Linked DNA regions of Zea mays: region 1 is linked to region 2. A link is a contact called in public Hi-C data. All regions are on one chromosome and are shown on one strand. Each heading gives the region's core, a stretch centred on a gene start, on an enhancer-like site or on the middle of the called end of the contact. The rest is flanking DNA. Distances are from core to core; before and after follow the strand shown.

What was found. A called contact is a pair of places that touch in the nucleus more often than the background predicts.
Region 1: a contact with region 2 is called in a Hi-C map of ear, with 6 times the contacts expected there. The contact joins the promoter of LOC100191155 here to the promoter of LOC100284695 in region 2. A contact is called at or near these places in 15 of 25 Hi-C or Micro-C datasets (bundle sheath, ear, endosperm and 6 more) and 2 of 3 datasets of contacts at active chromatin or transcription factors (leaf and seedling).

What each region holds. Positions count from the first base shown.
Region 1 is chr5:78,716,515-78,720,995 of Zm-B73-REFERENCE-NAM-5.0, reverse strand. LOC100191155 reads left to right here and starts at 1,488. Exons shown (of 6, transcript NM_001136591.1): 1 at 1,488-1,732; 2 at 1,817-1,893; 3 at 1,987-2,057; 4 at 2,157-2,663; 5 at 3,097-3,187; 6 at 4,415-4,481. The coding sequence starts at 1,561. It overlaps LOC103626594, which reads right to left and starts at 1,405. Exons shown (of 8, transcript XM_008647003.4): 1 at 683-1,405; 2 at 460-585; 3 at 169-366. The coding sequence starts at 1,192.
Region 2 is chr5:78,472,288-78,476,863 of Zm-B73-REFERENCE-NAM-5.0, reverse strand. It overlaps LOC100284695 (UL36 tegument protein), which reads left to right and starts at 2,818. Exons shown (of 3, transcript NM_001196801.1): 1 at 2,818-3,448; 2 at 3,580-3,715. The coding sequence starts at 2,868.

The DNA of each region.
Region 1 (4,481 bases), core at 239-2,738, 250 kb before region 2:
AACGGGGAATACATAACATGAAATTAACAATGATAAATATATAAAAAACTGCACGTTTCTATCACTGGCAGCGGCGCAAAAAGTTTAATCCTAACATTATATGCATCACACTATAATAAAAGAGTATCACGTGTTAAAGCCGTATCAGTGTGTGCTTGAAAGATGTACCTTCCTGACTAAATCCAGAATCACAGCAACTGCAGGCTCCGTCAAATATCGTTTCTTGCCACCGAGTTCTACAACCACACTCACAAATTCCTTAACAATGGGTGAGCTTTTGTCACGTGACCACTGTCGTGACACACGACCAGACCTCTCAATTGCTCCAAATCCAAACAGGCGCCCCAAAAGATTGTCCTTAGCTTCCTAAACAGAAACGTAAGTTGCCATCAAAACAGGAAAGAGACATGTTGATAGCCATAATGAGTACTGAGTAGTGACATTAGTTTTTCAATTTACCGGTCCCTTCATAGAAGATGAATGTTCCAATAAATTAGGGATCAACTTCATAATTGCTTCCACCTTGATTGCCCGAATCGATTCGAGGACAGCGGCAAGACCCAAAGCAAATCCTTGCCTTGCATACTGCAAACAAATTTCCGAAGTTAATAGAGTAAAGCAGATCGTGACATCAGCCAACTCAAACTAAGCTTGTCCTGAACTCATGGAAAAACATTTCTACCTCTCTAGAAGAAGAGATGCCACGAATAAGCCGCCGGATGGCGTAACGCACTGATGGGGCGCAGTTATCCAGCCCGTCGTCCTTCTCAGCCTCCATCTGCGTATCCCCATCACCAGCATCCCTCTCCCCATTCCGCGCGCTCTTCTCGTACGCCTTCTGCACTTGCCGGAGCTCCACCACCAGCGCCTCGGCTGCAGCCTCTCTAACCGATGCCTCTGGTGATGCCAGGTCTCTGAACACGTTCATGTGCAGTCCCGGTCCCACAGCCACCGGAGCGGCCGGGGGATTCACAGGAGCCGCAGACTCCGCTGCCGGCGGCTGGGGCTTGGCAAATTCGGCCGACTGGCGGTGGCGCTCCTTATCCATCTCCTTCCGCTCCTTCTTCCGCTCCATGGCCAGCTTCTTCTTCGCCGGCGCCTCCGCAGCTGCAGCCTCATTCCGGATAGCGTCCGAGGCAGGCACCGCCTCCAGAACCGCGCGATCAGTCTGGGTCCGTTTTTTCCCGGCCATCGGAGCTCCCTCGCCGCGATGCTTACCACAGAGTCGAGGCGGAGAGGCAGGGCCGTGCCTCGGAGAGTCGAGGAGAGACGGCTGGGGTTTATGCCGACACGAGACGGCGGGGGAGGCCCTTGCCTAGGGTTAGGGGTTTTCCTTCTCGACTTTTTTCCTGCTTTTTTTTTCTGCGCGGACGTTGGTGGCTGTTAGAATTTTGCAAGTGGGCCTAGTCAGTTTAGAGGCCCATGATCAGCCCATTAATAATCTTGTCGTCCTTGTGACACGTGGGCCCTGTCCAGACGCGTGGTGGCACCGCGGAGGGGGCAGACAGAGAGTAAAGGAGGCAAGTAGGCGACTCCGGCGAGAGAAGTGCGGGTGCGGCCATGGCGGACAAGCCGAGCCGCGCGCTGGTCGTCTACGCCGCCGGCCACGCCGCGGCGCTCATCCCCCCGCCGGGCTCCGCAGCCGCGGGGAGCCACCTCGACGCGTTCGCCTCCCGCGCCTGCTGCGGCCTTCTCACCCTACGCTCCCCGCCGACTTCCCATCCTACGACCGGTACTAATCCATCGGACTTCACCTCCCGTCATCTTTGTCACTTGTCGCCGCTCAGTTCGTAGTTCTGTGCTGTGATACGCCTAGGCACCGAGGATAATAGCAGCACGATTTTGGAACTGGCGCAGCTGCTCGACGTTTACGATCATCTCTACCCCGGAAAGGTGAGATCTTGCTTCCCATTTGTGTTGGAATGGAGTGATTGCTCGAGAAAGTAAGAGATGTATGTAATAGTGCTTGAACTTGTTACATTTTAGAATGAGGAAAGTGGTCAAGAAGTTGCCCAAGTGGATCCACAGGAGCTCGTGGTTCCCAAGCTGTTTGAGAGGTGGGTACTAACTGGATGCATGTGCCATCCATGTGCTTTACAAGATGTTAATTAATCTTGTAAGAGTACTAACCAGTTGTAGCTGCCCTGAAATTTCAGGTTTATGGGCCTGAGAGCTGCCTTGGTCACCAGTTGCCCCCATGTCAGCTCCTTCGCAGCGAATCTTGGTTTCCATGTTTTTAAAACCAATGATTTTGCCCCACAATCTGGCTCGTCCAGCATTACTAAAGAGGATGGATTAATCAAAAGAGCATTTGATCTGCTAGGATTCTCGGATGGGGATGTGCAGGAAACATCTGAATTCGATCTAGTCTTCATGCATGTTGCCATGGAGAACACAAGCAGCAAGTTAGGAAAGTTAGGAATGAAGACAGATATCAATCGGCTCGACAAATTAGTTGGTGCAGTCTTGGAATCTGCGCCTGTTGGTTCAGCTATTGCTTCGCGTATTCATGTATCTGTGATTTTGAGCTATGGGTCTGCTTCTGGAAATAAGGATGAGTTTTCCCTTTTAACCTCTTCAACCGAAACAGATTCAGACTTGAATCTACTGCGTCCACGCCAGAGCTACACAATGAAAACAGGGCGTACATTAGATGATGTCAGGTAGATGTTTCCCTTCACCTTGATCACTGGCAAATAAAAATGAATATGCAACAAGTTAAGCCACCTGGAGCAATCTCTCTAGTCTAATTGATGAAAATGCACTTCATTCTTTTGATTTTTTTAGAGCCCAAAATAAGACTATTCGAGTTTGTATCGATCCATCCTGGAAATCAATATAATTATTACTCCCTCCGTACCAAATTATAAGATTTTTTGGCTTCTATAAATACATAGCAGTTGTTATGCACTTAGATATACATTATGTCTAGATACAAAGTGAAAGGAATGTATCTAGAAAAAACAAAATGTCTTATAATTTGGAATGGAGGAAGTACTTATTAAGATTTCATAAGAGGAATAGAAGTACATATATAGATTTTCTCACTACAATGTTGTGAGGCTCACACAGATTTGTTTGCTGCTTGCTGTGCAGACTTCATCATCCAATTTTGCTGGCACAGTGGCAGGACGGAGTAACACGTGTTGATTTGGCTAAAGGGTTCTCTTTTGAGGAGTTTATGAAGGTGAGCTAGATCTATGCTTCTTATTATGTATAGCTGAAACTTGTACTCCGTGCTGCAGAAGATATGGTTTTTCTAATCTTGTGATCTTGGCCCTTTGTTGTGTTAGATGTTTACAGTTCAACTTAATCATCAAAGTTATCCTTTCTTATTTAGGTGTTGGGCCAGCAATAGAAAGAATGTGTATAGGCTAATGTTGCTGAACTGAAATTAAACATGATATGTATGTTCACACTGATTCCTTGAAGGGTAGACACGTCCCTGTCGTGATATACTCAGCTCGTCACACCGGCGATTCTGAATCCTTGTTTTAAGATATGGTCGACTTGGTCGTACCTTGTAAAAGGTTTAGGGCAGTGGGTAGATAACAGTTATATGATGATTGATGGGTTCTCCCTTCTGAAGTGGGCTATCATATTGTCTGTGCACATCACAAGCTGCACCACAAGAATTATCAAAACTGGTGATTCAGGGTGTTACCAATTTAGGGGGGGGGGGTATAAAAGCTTGATATGTACCATAGGCATCATGCAAGATCTGTGCAGTTTTGCTGTGTGCATTGCCAAATGTTTCTGGGGCGACTCTCTACTTTTCTTTCCTTGGCATTTTTATATCAGGCCAAACTGCGGTACTATGAAACCAAAATTATGCTAATGCATTGAAATTCTACATGTCGTTAACTGATTCATGGTAAAGTGAAAGTCTGGCTCTGGCACCATATTCTATACTAGAATGAATACATTACACATGTGGTCATATCCTTTTAAGTTACCTCTGCCGGAACACCCTAAGTGCATAACGCAACCGTCAGAAACATTCCGAATCGCAGCAGCATAGCAACACCGTTTGCAAATTTCTGGCTGGTTATGGTAATGGTTAGAGACTGAAGGCAAGTGTAGATTTTGCTCTGAATATGGTGTGAACAAGAGTTCACACGCACGTGCTATACTGCACCATATATATCTGTTTCATATTTGATTTTGATTTTTGGCCCTGGCATGGTTGAGTGGGTCAGCCTGTGTGACATGGTTAAGCTGTGCCTCGTTAATTGTTACTATCCATGAAACTATCGTTATGCATCTTATACTTCCCCCACTGACCCTTCTGTGTAAAGATATATGGATACAGTACAATACTGTGGTGTGGTTGAACTTCTCTGTTCTTTGATCTGGATTTCCAGGACGAGTATTGACTGACTGACCATATATATTCTTGTGATGTGATCAACAGCGTGGTGGAAACCTTGCTATGCTTGCTGAGCGCTTCCTGCACGAGGTGGCATTTAAGCTCTGGAAAG
Region 2 (4,576 bases), core at 1,569-4,068:
TCTCTCGGGTCCTAAATATAGTACCCATATACTGGAGCCCTATCCTCATTTTCACTTAACCTCTAACCATTTATTTCCTAAATAGCATTATTTAAGGCCTGACTATTGGAGTAAACATTTCTTTTGAGACCCTAAACATTCTAAATATGGTTCTATTTCAAATTTTAGGACTCTATTTTAGGGTTTGTTATTGGAGATGCTCTTAAGGAAAGAGTCGCCAATTGCTGGGCCGGCCCAAACGTGGGCCCAACGCCCGAATCAAGAAAGAACTGTGAGCAAGCGGTACAGAGGTGAGCGAGAATTTCGCCCCTCAGAATGGTTACTGTTCGGTCCAAATGTGAAACCGTGTCTTCCACAAATATGCAATGCCGCCCAACTGTAATTAGTAACTCGCTGATGACCGTGTCGGGGCTGTTTGGTTCATGGCCCGCACTTTGTCTAAAGTTAGTTAACCTCAAATATAAAAGTTAGGCAAAATGTGGTAAGTTAGTCATCGAACCAAACATGAATGACTTGCACATTGTTCTCCCAAAGGTCTTGAATCCACCGACTGTTCCTTCAATCATCAGATTATTACATTTCCATTTGACAGTTTGACTCGATATGATCCAGAAGAACAGCAGCTAATGCAGCCTGTGCTGGAAAAGAGGGGGTGCTTATGTCTCCCAGTCAGCAACGGCTCTGTGCTGTGTTGTTTCCCATTGATTGATATTGCATGTTGTATCTTCCGTTCCAGGAGGCAAGCAGCGAAAGAAGTCCAAGCTACGGCAGCCTTGAGTCTGACTCGATCCCACAAGCGAGTGTCCGAGCCAGACGACATTAACCTAACAAATGTTTCCCTTCCCAGGAGAATGAGTCTCCGAGACGCGAGGGTGCGAAAGAGGCTGCGCTGGCTCATGAACTGTTAGACGAGGTAGCTCCAGCTTATTCGCTGCGGCTTTTATGGTGTGTTTGGTTGGTGGAGTCACTCTATGCTTCATGAGGTGATGCATCATAATTTTATTCCATTAATTTTGGTGGAATCAACCCACTCCTTATTGGGGTGTTTGGTTTGAGGAATCACTTCATCCAAAATATAGTGGTGCATCATGGGTCCATTCCTCAAATTTGGTGGGATGACCTCATTCCTCATATTAGTACTAACTAACTAACTATAATGAATGAGGTGATGATGGATCAACTCATTCCATTCCACAAACCAAACAAAAAAGTGAGGAGTGAGAAGATAATGGACTAGCTCATTCCTCAAACCAAACAGCCTATATGTATATACTAATTATTAGCTTATGAGGAATGAGGCGGTGATGGATCAACCCATTCTATTCCACAAACCAAATAAAAAAAAGTGAGGAGTGAGAAGAAGATGGATCACTTCATTCCTCAAACCAAACACACTATTAATGTGGCTACGGATTCTATATTATTCTGTCTCTAGTCCGAACAACTATTGTGGCTATAGGGCAGCCGAACGAGGTAACTCGGGAGCAATGGCGCTAATGCAAGTGCAAAGTTTTGAGATGCAACCGCATGCTAGATTCTGACACATCTCCTGGGTTTCCCAAAATTTCCTGATTTGAATAATTTAAATAATGTGCTGCTTCGTCTAGCATTGGATTATCGGATATGCTGCTCTGCTCGACGATGAACAACCTCGGTGGGGGCAGGTGGACTGTGTCGGTGTCACGAAAACAATGCTGCGACTGCGACCGAACCTGAGATGAGATGCTTTGAATTCGTAAATAAACCGAGACGAACTATAATTTGGAACGGACCACGTGAGCTAGGAAAAGGATGAACGGGAAACTTTTTGTTTTTTACGCTCCAGGCCGGACACGGACAGCCGACCGGCCGTGAACCTTGACGATCGGCTCGGCGGCGAGGGGAGCTCGATCCGACCCGAGCGCACGCGCTGGACGTACGACGACGAGCACCGTACGCTCGGCTCAGTTGTGGTTCCACGACGGGCCGGACGGCGGGGTGTGAGCGCGGCCGCCGACCGTCGTACTCGCTGCCCGGTGGCGGTGACCGCCGTCCTGCGCCCGCGCAACAGTAGCGGCGCCACCGTTACTCGCCCCCTCGCGCACCGGCCTGATGGCGCCGCCGCACGGCGCGCGGAGGAGCACGAGCACGAGGAGCGCGGCGACGAGTGCCACGGCCCGCTGCGGCGGGACGCGCAGCGGCGACGACGACGGCGAAGAGGCTTCCGCCATGGCGTACGAGCGAGCGACGAACGGTGTGATGGGCCGGCCCGGCGGGTAGTCGAGCGAAAGTAAAGGGTCGGGACCGGAGCTGGGCGGCTGGCCGGGCGCCGCTGCCAGCGGTGAGTGGGTGGAGATGGTCGAGAGGTGGATGGAGTATGGACCGGTTCTCGGGTGCCCTGTTGGTTGGCAGAGTTAGAGTGTGCTCCTCTGCTCCTGCTTCCTGGCGTGGCGTGCATGTGTATGGCGTGGCTAGACAGCTAGACCCAGACCAAGACCATGCAGTGGGATTGTGGGAAACTGGGTCTGGGAGTGCACAAGCGGCCGTACGTGTCTCGCGGGCCGAGCATGCACGCATCTTGGTCAGCAGCTAATCTGATGTTTTTTAGCAAATGAATGCCGACTGTCAACTCAACTGAGCAGCACAAGCTGACAGTTTGGTGGGCCGTGATCAACGCTAGATCTCAACCCCACGCATCCAGTCCGGTCCAGCCCGACTGCACGTTTCATTTGGGCTGCTCCGGTCCGGTCCAACCCGACTGTCAACTCAACAGAAGCAGAAGCTTTCTCACTAGTACAGATGGCAACGGCCAACGGGTAACCACCGAGTATTACTATCCCAGACTCGTACGGAAAAACAGCCCAGTGTATTCCTCTGCCTCCACCCACATGGCGCTCCAGGCGCAGCAGCAGGCCACCCCGTCGCCGACGCGCGACAGGGCGGGCAGCGGCGAGTGGCTGGCCGACACGGAGAAGCTCCCCGGCGCCGCCGCGTCCCCGGAGGACGTCGTCGTCGCCTCCACGCACCACGCCGCCGCCGCCGCCAGGTACGTGCCGCCGCGCGCCACGTCGCACACCGCCGAACCGAACCCTGGCCGCGGCGGCGGAGGCGGGTGGTACTCGTGGAACGGCGGCCGTCGCGCTCGCCACGATCCGCCCGCGCCGCGGCGGCAGCAGCCCGCGAAGACGCCCCCGCCCGCCCCGCCTCTGCCTGCGGCTCCCCCTCCCCCTCCCGCTGCCTCTCCGGCTCCAGCTCCAAGGGCCCCGCCTCCTCACGCGCAGGTCAGGTCGGCCGACCGGGTCGTGCCCGCCATTCTGTCGCGCAAGCGCCGGGCCGCGGTGATGCAGCGCGCCGCGCTGCTGGCCAGGGCCGCCGCCGCGGGGCTCTGCCTCGCCGCGCTCGCCGTGCTCGCCTCCGACACTCGCAGGGGCTGGGCCCGCGACTCCTACAGCAACTACGCCCAGTTCCGGTACGCGCGCGCACACGAAATCCCCTTGATTCCTACGGCGCTCACTCGCCTCGCCTGCTAGGGTTTTCTATGTATAGCTTGGGTTGGCGACTCCGTTCACGCGTAAGCCATCCGTTCTGCTGCGTGCGCAGGTACTCGGAGGCCGTCAACGTCGTCGGCTTCCTGTACTCGGTGTTCCAGTTCGTCGCGCTCGCCGAGCTCATGAGGAGGAACAAGCATTTGATTCCCCATCCCAAGCGTGATCTCTTCGACTTCACCATGGATCAGGTGTGTGCCTGCTGCCTCGTGTCGTCTTTACCGCTCGCTCTTCGTAGGCTTGTTTACGGCTGTGCAAATGGTTGCCCTCCTTGCTATGATGTTACACCGAGGAAGAGGAATTGGTAGAAGTCGTCTTACTGAAGCACAGTATAGGCTTTTTAATCTGGTGGTGAAGGAGATGACTTACTTGTGATTGCTGATACACTCCTTGGTTAATTTATGCTCCCTCCATTTGCTGCCTGGATTGAAGTCGGCATGGTTAGTTCATCGCCTCTTCATATGATACGCACCAAATGCCTGCATTCTGATCGTCCTATCCTGTGCTAAACTTTGCGTCATCCAAATTTGTGATGAATATTTGTGGATGTTAATTGCTACTTATCTGAAGTTGAGTAGAGAATATTCAACATCAGCCTGGAAATAAAACCTAGCTTACTCTTGATACTTTATACATGAGGATCAGCAAGATCATTGGCATGTTCGACATATCTCATTTTCACGTTCATTGCATCCATGCTCAAATGTAAATTGAGTGAGTGAGCAATTGATGAGCATGAGCTTGCTTAGTTAATATGTCTTCACAACGAATATGTGCTCAAGTGCATAGAGTTACAAGACCATAATATTGGTGTGCAGCACCTTTACTGTGATGTCACTGTACTAGTGTCAATTATACTCCTTATTTTGTCAGTTACACAAACTTGATACTGCCTCCTTGTCACTTACATTTGAGGTGACATATCTCCATTCCTCCCTGTTTCTAAGCACGTGATAGCTAGTGCCAGAATTGACTTTGTGAAAGGTTAAATAGATAGTTTAGATGGCTAACTTCAACAAGTATCCCACAAACACAATAGTTTCAGGGTTGAA